Regions from separate parts of the Sus scrofa genome. Here region 1 is linked to region 2. A link is a contact called in public HiChIP or PLAC-seq data. All regions are on one chromosome and are shown on one strand. The core of a region is the stretch at or near the end of the contact, and the rest is flanking DNA. Distances in the headings are between cores, read along the strand shown. Region 1 overlaps CAMK2A (calcium/calmodulin-dependent protein kinase type II subunit alpha). Region 2 overlaps CSF1R (macrophage colony-stimulating factor 1 receptor).

Region 1 (5,790 bases), core at 730-3,229, 140 kb after region 2:
CCAAGGGCAGGGTCTCAGGGAGCTTCGGGGCCTGGGGGGATGGGAGTCAGGCCGGGAGGGGCCGCTGGTCAATATTGACCTGGCTGAGTCAGGGGAGCGGGAGGGGGAAGCGGGAAGGCCGGGGTGGGGCCTGCCGATAACTGGACCTTCCAGCTCCAAGTGGGACCGTGGGAACCTGGCGGGGTGGGGGCGCGTGACGCAGGATTCCCAAACCGAGTCCGGCCGCCTGGAGCCTGGCCAGCCCCGTTTCCTAGGCCCTGAGGGTGGGGCCTGAAGGATCTGTATTTGCAGCAAATTCCCTGGGCGACTCTGAGCAGCCAGCCCAGTTCCCATACCGGAGAGCACAGGTCCACCCCCGCTGTTGCGATAAGGAGGAAACTGAGGCCCAGCGAGGAAGGGGCCTCAGCCAAGATCACGCTGGGACAAGGATGACAATCCCTTTTCCTTGAGGGGGGGGTAGTCCACTTCCGGGTGACTCCCCCCACACCCGCCCAGGGCCCTGGCAGGGACGGGCCTGGAGGGGGGCCAGGGAGACCCCAGCGGCCCAGGTGGAGAGGGGAGGGTGGGGCTGGTCCCAGGAGGAAGGGCAAGGAGGAGGGACCGTTCCCACAGGATGGGACCTGCCCCACTCTGCCCTGTGCAAACACTTCCAGCCCGGACTGGGGAAGGCTATGCTCACGCCCTTGGCAGGCACGCCCCTGGGGCGTTCCGGCTCCTTCTCCCCCAGCCCCCACCGGGCCCACGGCTCTAGCTCTCAGCGCAGCTCTCACCTGCACCCTCCCGCACCCGTCCCGCACCCCTCCCACTACTGAGCCTCCACACAAAACCCCAGAGCCCCGGCCGCTGCCATGGCCCTTGTGCTCCTTCTCTCTCCCTCCCCCGAGCGCTGGTTCTCACTCTGTCGGTGGCTTCAGGGACTCCTGGGGACAGGAGACAGGCTGGCTCACCTCCACGTGCCCTCAGAGCCCAACGCGACTGCAGCGTGCCCTAACAGGTGCTCCCAACTCTGAATCTCACCTCCCTCCCTGGGCCGTGTTCGGCAGGTGCTTTCACTTTGGGCACCACTGTCTCCTTGGTGGTAGAATGAAGAGAAGGGTAGTGCCCAGCAAAGGGTGAAGTGAGGGTCCCCGAGGGTCATGGTGCCCAGCAAAGGGTGACGTGAACTCGGTGGTGAGGGCAGGTGTAAGGAGGTTGGCGGGCCTGGCGCTTGGTGTCAGGGTCTGCCGTTGGCATTGCCTTGGCGGGTGGGTTATCCGTGCTGCTCCACGTGCTCTGGCAGCACGCACGCGTCAGGGGTGTGCTCCTGGAAGCATACCAATACCTCCTGCTGCACCCCGAGCCCACCGCCTTCAAGGAGCCCACGGTTTTGCAGACGTTTGCTCAGGTTCAAACCAGTGAACCCGGGGAGGTGGGGAGGGGGTCAAGCGACCCATGGAGGGACCTTATGGGGGGGGGGGCCCTTCCCGGAGCCGGTCCTGAAGGAACTGCATCCCAAAGGGTGCGGAGGCCTTGCTGTGCCCGAGCAAGGAACTGGAGGCCAGCCAGCCCGGCGCAGGGTTTTGGAGAAAAGGGCGGTGAGGAGGTGGGACAAGGGGTGTGGACAGCGAAGACGTGAGGCAGTGGCCAGGAGGGTCAGGGGTCAAGAGAGGGGGCTCCTGAGAATCCCAGCCACTGCCATGGCGTCCAGAGATGGGGGCACACACCGCTGGGGGGGCCCTGGAGGGAGCAGAGCTCTGCTGTGCAAGTCTCTGTCCTGCGAGAAGCCTCTTGGCCCCTGAGCCTCACTTTCTTCATCTTCACATCGGGGCTCGTGTAACTTGGACAAGAGGCGTGGAAGCCCTATGCGAGCTGTAAAGGATGGCGCCCGTGAGGTGGCCAAGGAGAGGCTGTCTCTGGAGGCCCAGCTCCCTGACTTCGCAGGCTCAGGGACCCCACCTCCCGCAACGTGCTCCTGGGCTGCCACCTTCTGGCAAGTGTCTGCAATGGCAGCCCGAGTCCTCCAGCCCTTCCTCTGCAGTCGGAGAGCCCAGGGCCCTTAAAGGCTCAGGTCCAAGCAGTCCCGGGGCGCCGTGCCAGGTTCCGGGGTCCCTCTGCGACTCCACCCCTTGCCCTTTTCGCCTCGCTGCCAAGGTCCTCTCATGTGCAAGGGGCCCATGACACGCGCCCTGGTGGCCTCAGAGGCTGGCCCCCAGGGACCCAGCAAGTGGCTGGTGGGAGGATTCTGGAGCCAGACCTTGGAGCAGGGTCTGGAGAGGACCTTGGGCTCCAAAAGGCACATCCCCCAAAGCTGCGGGCCCAGGCCTCGTAGCTGGGGCCTGGCTTACTGAGACCGTCCCCTCTGGTTCGCCCAGGACTCTGGGTTCCACACTGATCATTCCCGTCAACACACAGGACAGCTGGCGGCCCTGTCATAGCCTGAGGAGGGGCCAAAGCCTCCGCACCAGCACCCCGGCTCGGCCCCGCGGCGGCCTGGGGCCGGAGGACCAAACTAGTCTCCAAGGCGGCAACGCCCCCCTCCCCTGCTGGGGCCCCGCCGCCCTCCCCCTCTCCAGCCCAAAGCCCCCCTCCCCTACCCCGTCTCCAAACCCCTCCCGGGCCCGGGGGGCTGGTCTCCGAGGTAGAGCGGAGGAAAGAGGGTGGGGGAGGAGGGGCTTTCTGGAAAAGCCCGTGTCACACAAGGAAGCCGAGGCCGGGACGAGAGCCTTGTCCCAGGCCCCCGGGGAGGCTCTGCTATTGGCCGTGGGTGACAAGGCACGTCCACCCCTTGCTCCGTCCGGTTAAGGGCCCCCGATGAGCGATGAGCGGAGAAGAAACCAGCCGCGCCCCTGCCTCCAAAGTGGAGGCACCTGGGCCGGGCGTAATCTCACAGCGATTGGCTCAGCCTTGAGCACGTGACTGCGCCGGTCCAATCAGAATGAAGCCCTGGACTTCACTCTCGCAACGGGGAAGGCCCGGCAAACCTCCCGCCACCTGCTTGACCGAGCCCAGGAGACAGCGAGTGCACGGAAGTTTGTAGCTTTTTATTGCACTGAAAACACCAATAATAAAACAGACACCCCTTCTTCCCCCCAGCCCCACAATAGCAGAAAGTTTGAGCAGTGGTCATTCAAGTTCACAGCCACATGTTATAAAAAAAGAACGGAAACAAACCCCCAAACAAATAGTAACAAAGAAACCAGCACGGGGAATCTGGCAAACACATCCCCCAGAGGGTCCCCCTTTGAAGGGAGACGGGAGGCAGTGGGTTAGGACCAGCCCTCGCTGGGCGCACCTCCAGGTGAGTGCTTTTAAGTCACGGACTCATCTTAAGTCTGGAGTTTTTGCATCGACGGGATGTTTGCCTGCCTGGTAGAGTGAGCGCTGGGCCGCTTTGCCTGCCAGCCTACCCTGCCTTCCACCTCGAGGTCACGCCAGTAGCCTGTGGGCCACACTGGCTGGCTGCCCACCGCCAGGCACGGCCACCTTGGCCTGGGGTAGGGACCCACTTCTCTAGCGTCCAGAGAGGGGTACGGCGGACGGGAGGTGGGAGTCCTCCAGCTCAGCTCCCTCTGGTGGGAGCTGAGGACCACAGCAGGGAAGGGGCTCATCCATGCAGCAAGTCTGGTCGGAGCCATGGATGGAAGCCTAATAACCTGCAAAGGGTAGCTCTCCTCGCACCCACCCTCCCCGCAGTCCCTGCTGATCAGCAGTGGACAGGCACCAAGGAGAGGGAGGGGCAGGCGGGGCAGGGGAGGGGGACTGGCCAGGCGCGGAAAGGAACAGCGGTTCAGCCAGTGACTCACCCTGTCAGCTCCCACGGGTGGGCGGATGGGCTTCGCTTCTCCATCCTGTTTGATTCCCCCATCAGCCCTGCCAATAGGCTAGGCTGGAAGATTAAACCCCTTTAACAGAGGGGGAAACTGAGGCTGAAGAAGGGACCAGACTTTGCCTTGGTAATTGCAGCAGCCCCTCACCTTAGGCCGGGGGATGGCTGTGGGAGCTGGCAGCTCACCGGGAAGGCAGGCAGTTTTGCAGCTGGGGCACTGGGATCACTGGGCCTTACTGGGAAGCCCTCTGGACCTGGGGCGGGCCAAGAGCCCACCGTGGGCCTTGGCAGCAGGGTCTCTGCCAAGGATAGAGGCCAGTTGATCGACCAGTTTGGAGGCCAGGCGGGCTGGGCAGCCCCCGCCCAGCCTGCATCCCCCGTGCTGCAGGCAGGGGCCCAGCAGACAGCTCACAATCGGGGAACTCAGGGCGTCCTGGGTCCCAACCCCATCTGTCCTGCTCTGCTCAACCCAGGACTCCCCAGAGGTTCTGGGGAACCAGAGCCTCCTTCAAAGCTCTGGGGATGCGGCTCTTCCTCCCCTAAAATCCTCCAGAGGGGACAGTATCTCATGCTGGCAAACACGGCCACACAGAGGCCAAAAGCACAGAGAGGCAGCAACGTAATCCCGAGTCGGACACTGAAAATACAACCTCTATTTTTTTTTTATCCAAAACATGTAGATTGGTTTTGTTGAGTGCTTTTTCTTCTTTTCTTTTGTTTTCAGCATACTTACTGCATATAGAGTCATGCAAAGAAAACAGTGCAGACAGTGGCGCCTAGAGAATAGCCACCAGGGCAGCCACGGCAGCGGGGACCCCGAGGGCAGAGGGCTCGAGAGGGGAAAAGAGAGATGCAAACCCAGGGCTGCGGGAGGAGGCTGAGAGCAGAGATGCCAGTGCTGTTGGACCCGCACGAAGACACATGCTGGGCGGGGGAGGGGTGGGTGGGCGGCCCACGGAGTGGGGGGATGAGACCCTCGGAAGCGTGGTGGTAAGGACCCCGGTTTGGGAGGCAAGCAAGGAAGATCCAGATATTGCCATCCTGACCACCTCCCCACGCTCTCTGCCCTGATTGGCCATTGCCGCGTCAGCACTGACATCCAGGCCATCTCCGGGCCTGAGGGGCCCTTAGGACTGAAACGCCAGAGGTCCTTCCTCTGGGGCCGCCTCGGCCCCAGGTAACCCCAGGTGACAAAGTCCATCTCAGAGATGACCCAAAAAAAATGACCTAGAATGAAAAAAGAACAAAACCTACCCCCACTCCTCCTCCCCCGCCCTCCCCGCCCGGCCCTTCTCGCCTAACTTGAGAGGCCCGGTTGTCACGCGATGGCGTCAACACGACACCCGTTAATGACACGCGCAGGAGTCCGGCGGTAGGAGGCCTGCCGGCCCAGAAGGGCCTCCGCACCGGTTTCTTTTACCCCAGAGCAGTCAGATTCTCTCCCTGGGATGTGACCAAGCCGGGTTTCTCTGGGCCTGATGGAAGGGTGGGCTGGGCCGTTGGCGCTGGGGGGTAAACACTGGAGAAGGCAGACGGGGGAAGCGGGGCCCGGGGGACCGCACGGGGGCCACACGCCCTCCCTGAGAGGGAGGCAGGCAGGACAGAAGAGTGAGGAAGGCAGGAGGCTCGCACACCCTCTCCCAAAGGCGGGCCGCCGGGGGCGGGTGGGCCGTCCGTCTGCTTTCCCGGTGGTGGTGGGGGGCTCTGGAAGAGGAAGGCTCAGGGAGAGGGGCTGGCGGGGGCCACGTCCCTCCCCAGCCCCCGTGAACACACAGCTCTGGCCTAGAGCCAAGGCAAGACCAGGCCAGCGACCGCGGGGGGGCGGGGGGGCAGCACCCGGCACCCGGGCACCTGGGCCTGAGGAAGCCCCGCCCTGCAGGGGACCGAGAGCCAGAGTGACAGGTAGGGGCGGGAGACGCGGCCCTTTGCTCCGAAGGCGGGATGGCGTTTGCGAACAGGCAGGTTTTCTTGACGCGGGAATGAAG
Region 2 (5,923 bases), core at 1,571-4,070:
CCCGGGGGCCCCGGACACTCCTGTGGACCCTGCGGCGGATGGCCCACCCTCTGGGGGCTTCCCTGCAAACCCATGGCCCGACTCCCTGGGGCAGGACCCAGGGGCCTGCACGCCGGTCTCCTTTTCCAGGCGGTTCTGAGGCCCACGGACCAGAGCTCCAAACGGCCTGGCACCCGGAAGCGGCTGCGGCCCAGTCCGGGCATCCGGCCTGCACCCTGAGGGACACTGAGGCAGGGAGCCTACCTTGCCTTGGCGGGGCGGGGGACGGGAGGTGGCCGTGGGGCCCCAAGCGCACGGGCCCCACTGCGGCCGGGCCTCACCTCCGTGGGTACAGGCGCCCAGCAGGTTGACCGTGTTCTCGTGCGGGCCCAGGTGACTCATGATCTTCAGCTCCGACATGAGGGCCTCCTTCTCGTCAGCGTGGGCCGTGGCTGCGGGGGCCGCAGGTGCCGGGACAGAGAGCGGGCGGGATGCAGAGCGCCGCACACACGTCGGGGATGCGGCGGGGCCAGAGCCCCCAGGCAGTCAGGCCGAGGGAGGCAGGAGGAACGAGGACCGAGAGAGGAGAGCGGGCCCGTCACTGAGCTGGTCCTGGGTGCGAGAGGCCGAGCTGCGGCCAGGCCCGAGCCCAGGAGGGCCTCTGTGCGCCCAGCAGCAGTTAGAGGCAGGCTGCAGCTCAGAGGCGAAGCTGAGAGCCCGCACCCCAGTCCCGGGCTCTGACGGGCTGGAAACGTGGGAGATGCGCTGAGCCATGGAGCCGGCCCGCCCAGGCGGCTGCCCCCCCCCCAGCCCCAAGGATGCTCACACTTCAGCATCTTCACAGCCACCTTCAGGACAGCGTCTTCCTGGCCCAGACCGAAGGCTGTGGCCTCCACCACCTTCCCGAAGGCGCCGGCTCCCAGCGTCTTACCTGCCACACAGCCTCCTTAGGTCCCTGGGGGCCAGAGGCTCCCTGCTGCCCACGCCGACCCGGGGCCAGGGCAGGGTGGAGGCCGAGACCCCCGCTCACCGAACTGCAGCTTGTTCCGGGGGAACTCCCACTTCTCGCTGTAGGGCAGCTGCGTGGGGTCGATGAACGTGTAGCTGTTGCCCGCGAAGCTCTCGATGATCTTCCAGCGCACCTGGTACTTGGGCTTCTGTAGAGGGCAGGGGAGATGCTGGGCCTGACCCCTGACCCCAGACCCCGGGGGCAGGCGGGAGGCGAGGCCTGCTGGCCCATCTGGGACCGCCCCTCCTCCAAGCCTGTCTCCCTGCCTGTTTTTGAGCCACAGGGGACCCGCTCTGGGGGCCTGGGCAGCCCTGCAACCGGGTGGTGCCTCAGCTGGGAGGAGGGTGGAGCTGCAGCGTCCTCCTGAGCCCCCTGCCCAGCATTATGAGTTTACCGTTAGAGCTGGTTCGACGCAAGGAAATCCACCGCGCCAGCCCCCTCTGCGCCCGGTAGTGCTAAGTACATTCCCACCGCTGAACAGCCAGACACGCTCCATCCTGGAAACCAAACTCTGTGCTCACTCGACGACTGCCCCCGCCCCCCACCCCGAGCCAGGCATCTGCCTGTCTGGCACCTTATGTCACTGGACTCACGCAGGACCTTTCCTGGGGGACTTAGTCACTTAGCACGACGTCCCAAGGTTCATCCATGCTGTTCCGGGTGTCAGCAGTTTCTTTTTATCTTTCTTTTAGGGCTGCACCCATGGCATATGGAGGTTCCCAGGCTAGGGGGCCACACAGAGCTGCAGCTGCCGGCCTACAGCACAGCCACACTGGATCCTGAACCCACTGAGCAAGGCCGGGGATTGAACCTGTGTCCTCATGGATACTAGTCGGGTTCATTACTGCTGAGCCACAACGGGAACTCCTCTTCCTTTTTAAGGCTGAATAATAGTGCCGTCCAAGCGTTTCACTGAGTACTTCAATTTGTTTCAGGCACCACTATTCAGAGTTGAACCAGTCTCTGGTCCCTGGAGTTTGTACTCTAGTGGCTAAGACACGCATTCAGCTCCAGCAAACCCCCTTGCAGGGAGCGTTTAAGTAGGGCCGGAGACAACAAAGCAGGCGAAGGAACAGAAAGCCCTGGAGACAACGGAGGAGAAGTCAGGGAGGCCCCGAGGAGGTGAGAGGGAGCTGGCCAGGGCCACGTGAGCATCAGGAAGGCAGCACAGGGGACGGGGCTTGGAGCTCGGAGGCGGGGAGGCCTGATGGGACCCGGGAGAGGGGCCTGAGGCTGAAATCAGCGAGTGGATTCTCTAGGGGCCGGGGGGTGGGTGGGTGGGGGTTGGAGGCTCGATGCAGGTGGGTGACCCCTCTGTCACAGGCCGCAGAGACCCTGAGCAAAAGGCAGTGAGCCTCCAGAGGCCCCGGTTCCACCCGGGCTCTGCTTGGGATCCCGCCAGCTGGCCGGGCTCAACCTGACCTGTGGGGGAGCGGCTGCCTCCCTCCTGCCCAGGGTGACAGCTGCATGGGGGCACTGTGCCAGGGGGGTGCCCTGGAGAAGTGCTGATGGCAGACAGAGTTTAGGTGGAAAGTGGAAGCGGGCCTGGGCGGTGGGGACACTGAGGCCTTGGAACTGAGTCCCACTCTCCTTCCGGTCAGTGCTGGAGCAGGAGCAGCAGCTGTGCTGTGCTCAGCAGCTGGGCTCCTTCGGGGGCAGCCGGCTCAGGCGGGGGCCAGTGCCAGCCCGTGGAGGAAAGGGGCCCGTGACTCAAGGCTCCGTGGGCTCAGAGAGGAGACGCCTGAGAGCCGCAGGGAGGAACTCCCAGACGGGCGTCTGGGGCAGAGACTGCAGGCAGACCTAAGGAAGACCTTTCGGGTTCTGATCGGGAGCGCGGACCGTGGGTGAACTGAGGACCCCGAGAGGCAGTTTCGGTGCAGAGTCGCAAATGGCAGAGGACCAGGAACCGCCCCAGCGTCAGCAGATTCAAGCCCTGCCTGTGGGGGCCTTCCCAGCCCCGGGGGGAGGCAGAGCCAGGAGGGAGCCCGGGACCTCTCCTGGCCACTTCCACGCCCAGGCGCCACCGCGGGGAAGGCTGTCGCCTGTCCTGCTCCCCACTTCTCTTTCCTCCGCCCCGCAGCTGGGCCTGGGGAGCAGCCCCCTCAGCCGGCCCCCAGCGCTGCAGGGAATCCTGGGCACCGGGAAGGAGAGCCTGCCGGGCTGGCGGGAAGCTCAGCTCTCAACCTCAGACCGCTACCTGGAGGAGAACGCACCTCCCCCTCGCCTGCCTCGGGCATCCTGGCCCCCCTTCCTGGCAGGCGGCTGCCAGCTCTGGCCTGAACAGCCTCTGCTCTGAAGGAGCCCCGGGGGCGGGCGGGCCGGGCTTCCCAACCGTGGTGGCAGAATCGGTAACGCCATCGGTGCGTGCCTCGGGGGCACTTCCCGTGAGCAGGCGCGGGGCCACACGCTCGGCGTGCGTCATCTCCCTCCGAGGCCACTTCCCCTCGGCGACCTGACCAGGGTGGCCGCGGGATCACCACAGCCCTGACTCCCCTCCAGGCTGGCGGCGCTGGGCGGGTGGGTGCTTTCTGTCTCGCGAGGGTGGAGAACGGACCAGTTCCCCTGGGAACCTGGGGGACCCTCTGATGCATCCCGGTACCCCAATCCCGGAGCTCAGTCCTACCCCAGAAGCCACGCCTCTGCAGTGGCCCCCGCCCTGTCCCCTTGGTCTCCTCCTCGTAGCTGCTGACTCCTACTTTTTTCTTTTCCCCGCCCCCCACTGCGGTCTCTGGGGCCCAGAAAGCCCATGACTCAGCCCGGAGGCAGAAACAACCCCCCCCCGGCCACCCCTCCCCCCAGTACCAGTGTCGGAGGCCCAAGGGGCCAAGCCTGAGGCAGGGCAGGCCCATCTGGACCCCTCCAGGTCTTGCCCCAGGGCTCCTGCTCTTGGCCTTGGGTGGGCCCAGGGGCCGGCCACACGTCCCACGTGGGCTAAGAGGTGACTGGGAGCTCCTGCACCTGCACCTGCTCCAGAAACAGCTGCACTGGGAGAGGGCAGGGTGTTCCCAGACCACGGCTGGCCCAGGGCGCCGGAGGGGGAACCAGACCCTTCTCAGGAATCTCGGCAGCCCTGGGAGGTGGTTCTGCAGGTACCTGGGAGGCACCTTTCCGTCCGTTTAGGGAAGAACTCTGCCCAGAGCTGCTCAGAGAAGGACCTGGCGGCCACGAGAGCGAGTGACATTGCTCCCTGGAGGGGGGCGACGGGGCCTGATGACCCACACTTTGGGGTCTGCCAGCCTCAGACACCCCTCTCATCCCAAGATGCACGCGCTACCTCGGCTTCCCCGGCCAGCTGCCTCCTGGGAGCAGGTGGGCAGCATCCGCCCCGAGCACCCTGTGCCCGGCCCCCTGCTAAGTCCCCGCCGCAGTTACCACACTGAGTCTTCAGGATGCCTGGGGGGCGGCTGTCATTGTCAACCCCGCTTCACAGACGGAGAAGGACAGGCTGACAGAGACCACGTCCCCTAGAGTCCCAGAGCCTGGCAACAAAGATTCAGACCCAGATCCATCCAACTCCCAGCCTGAGTCCTAAGCTAGACCATCAGGAGGCTCTCGGCGTGTCAGACGAGGAGGCTGTCAGGTCCTCGGTCCCGTGGGACAGGTCGGGGAAGTGGGGCCCAGAGAAGGCAGGGGTCAGCGAGGTGGCATGGCGAAGCAGGGACAGAGCTGTGCCCAGATCCCCACGGCCTGGACATGGGCCCAGGGCTCAGAGCTACTTCTGCTTGCTGGACACTGGCATGAGCACAGCAAGCTGACCCCATGGGCACCTGGGGACCCCCACACCCCAGGCGGCCGACCCCGTGGGCACCTGGGCACCCCTGTTTCCTGGGCTCTCAGTCCACTTCTCACGTGAAAACCCCAGGGCAGGTGTGGGGAAGGGGCCACCAGGTGGGTCCTTCCCTCCTGACTCATATCGCTCCCTTGTGCACACCCACCGGGCCTCCAGAATGGGGCCCAGCCCCTCAACCCGCCCCCACCTGCATCCGCTTCTGCGCATCAGGGTTCACGGCTCCCCACGCTGCTGTCCCCCGTAGACACCCTTGCCCTGAAGCACGTCTCCCCGTTTGCTGCTGCTCCGTCCTCCCAGGCCTGTCCTGCTCACGCGTGCCCCCTCCAAGCAGTCTTCCTCTGTGCCACCCAGAGAGACCCCCTCTGCTTCCGGCCTGGTGCTCTCAGAGCCCCATGGCAGCGGACGTGCTCTCCTGGGCAGGGAGGCCGTCAGGCTGGGTGGTGGGGCTGCGGGCTCTGGGGTACAAGACACCTGGAAGCCGTGGGCAGGTCCTTTGACCTTGCCAGGCCTGCTCCTCACTGTCAAATGCTGGTGCTCTAGGCGCCGCCTCCACATTGCTGGGGGCCTGAGAGAAGATGCTGCGCTATTCCTCCAAAGCCAGCCTCTGCCACTGACCAGCTGAGACAAGGGCAACTGTCTTGACCTCTCAGAACCTCGGCTTCCAATTCTGTAAAGGGGGCTTGGTGAAGGAGAGAACGTCCAAAAAATGCCCCTCAAATCGCTACAACTGAGCACGCGGATGGCAGGCAGGGCCCGAGGCAGCAGCGGGCAATAGCTTAGATTAATAACGATATTGAATAACGAACAGGACGATGGCGGGCGGGCCTTCCCTCCACCAGCTCCCCTGCCGCCTTCCCGAGAGACACAGGCCTGGCCCCGGGACCCCCTCTGGGCATCCCTGAAGCCCCCAGCTGGGACAGGATCCCACGTTCGCACGCTCCCAGACCCCCTGCTCTCCCCACGGCAGCGCCCCCCACCCCCGTGACCTGTGCCCTCCCTTTCAGGGTCATTCGATTAGCAAGGGCCTCCTGCACTACGCAGGGACCCCCCCCGCCCAGGGCAGAACCTCCAAGGCTCCCGGTCTGGGCTCCCTCGGCCACTCCCACTGGCATACAGCAGGCGCCCACCACAGAGCTGCTGGCCCG

Evidence for each region. HiChIP or PLAC-seq counts read pairs in DNA pulled down with a chosen protein or histone mark.
Region 1: a contact with region 2 is called in an H3K27ac HiChIP or PLAC-seq map of skeletal muscle. The contact joins two enhancer-like sites. A contact is called at or near these places in 2 of 47 Hi-C or Micro-C datasets (embryonic fibroblasts and epiblast stem cells) and 1 of 2 datasets of contacts at active chromatin or transcription factors (skeletal muscle).

Annotation. Positions count from the first base shown.
Region 1 is chr2:151,245,357-151,251,146 of Sscrofa11.1, forward strand. It overlaps CAMK2A (calcium/calmodulin-dependent protein kinase type II subunit alpha), which reads right to left. Exons shown (of 20, transcript XM_021085017.1): 20 at 3,000-5,790. Among named protein-coding and RNA genes, the nearest start is that of SLC6A7, 27 kb to the left of the region's middle. Within about 2 kb of position 1,980, at least 60 of the 83 cell types and tissues checked have an H3K27ac peak or open chromatin away from gene starts, as enhancers often do. A contact at or near this core is called in skeletal muscle, where this site is marked.
Region 2 is chr2:151,106,736-151,112,658 of Sscrofa11.1, forward strand. CSF1R (macrophage colony-stimulating factor 1 receptor) reads right to left here. Exons shown (of 22, transcript XM_003124100.6): 12 at 1,010-1,136; 13 at 806-910; 14 at 321-431. Among named protein-coding and RNA genes, the nearest start is that of CSF1R, 21 kb to the right of the region's middle. Within about 2 kb of position 2,821, at least 33 of the 83 cell types and tissues checked have an H3K27ac peak or open chromatin away from gene starts, as enhancers often do. A contact at or near this core is called in skeletal muscle, where this site is marked.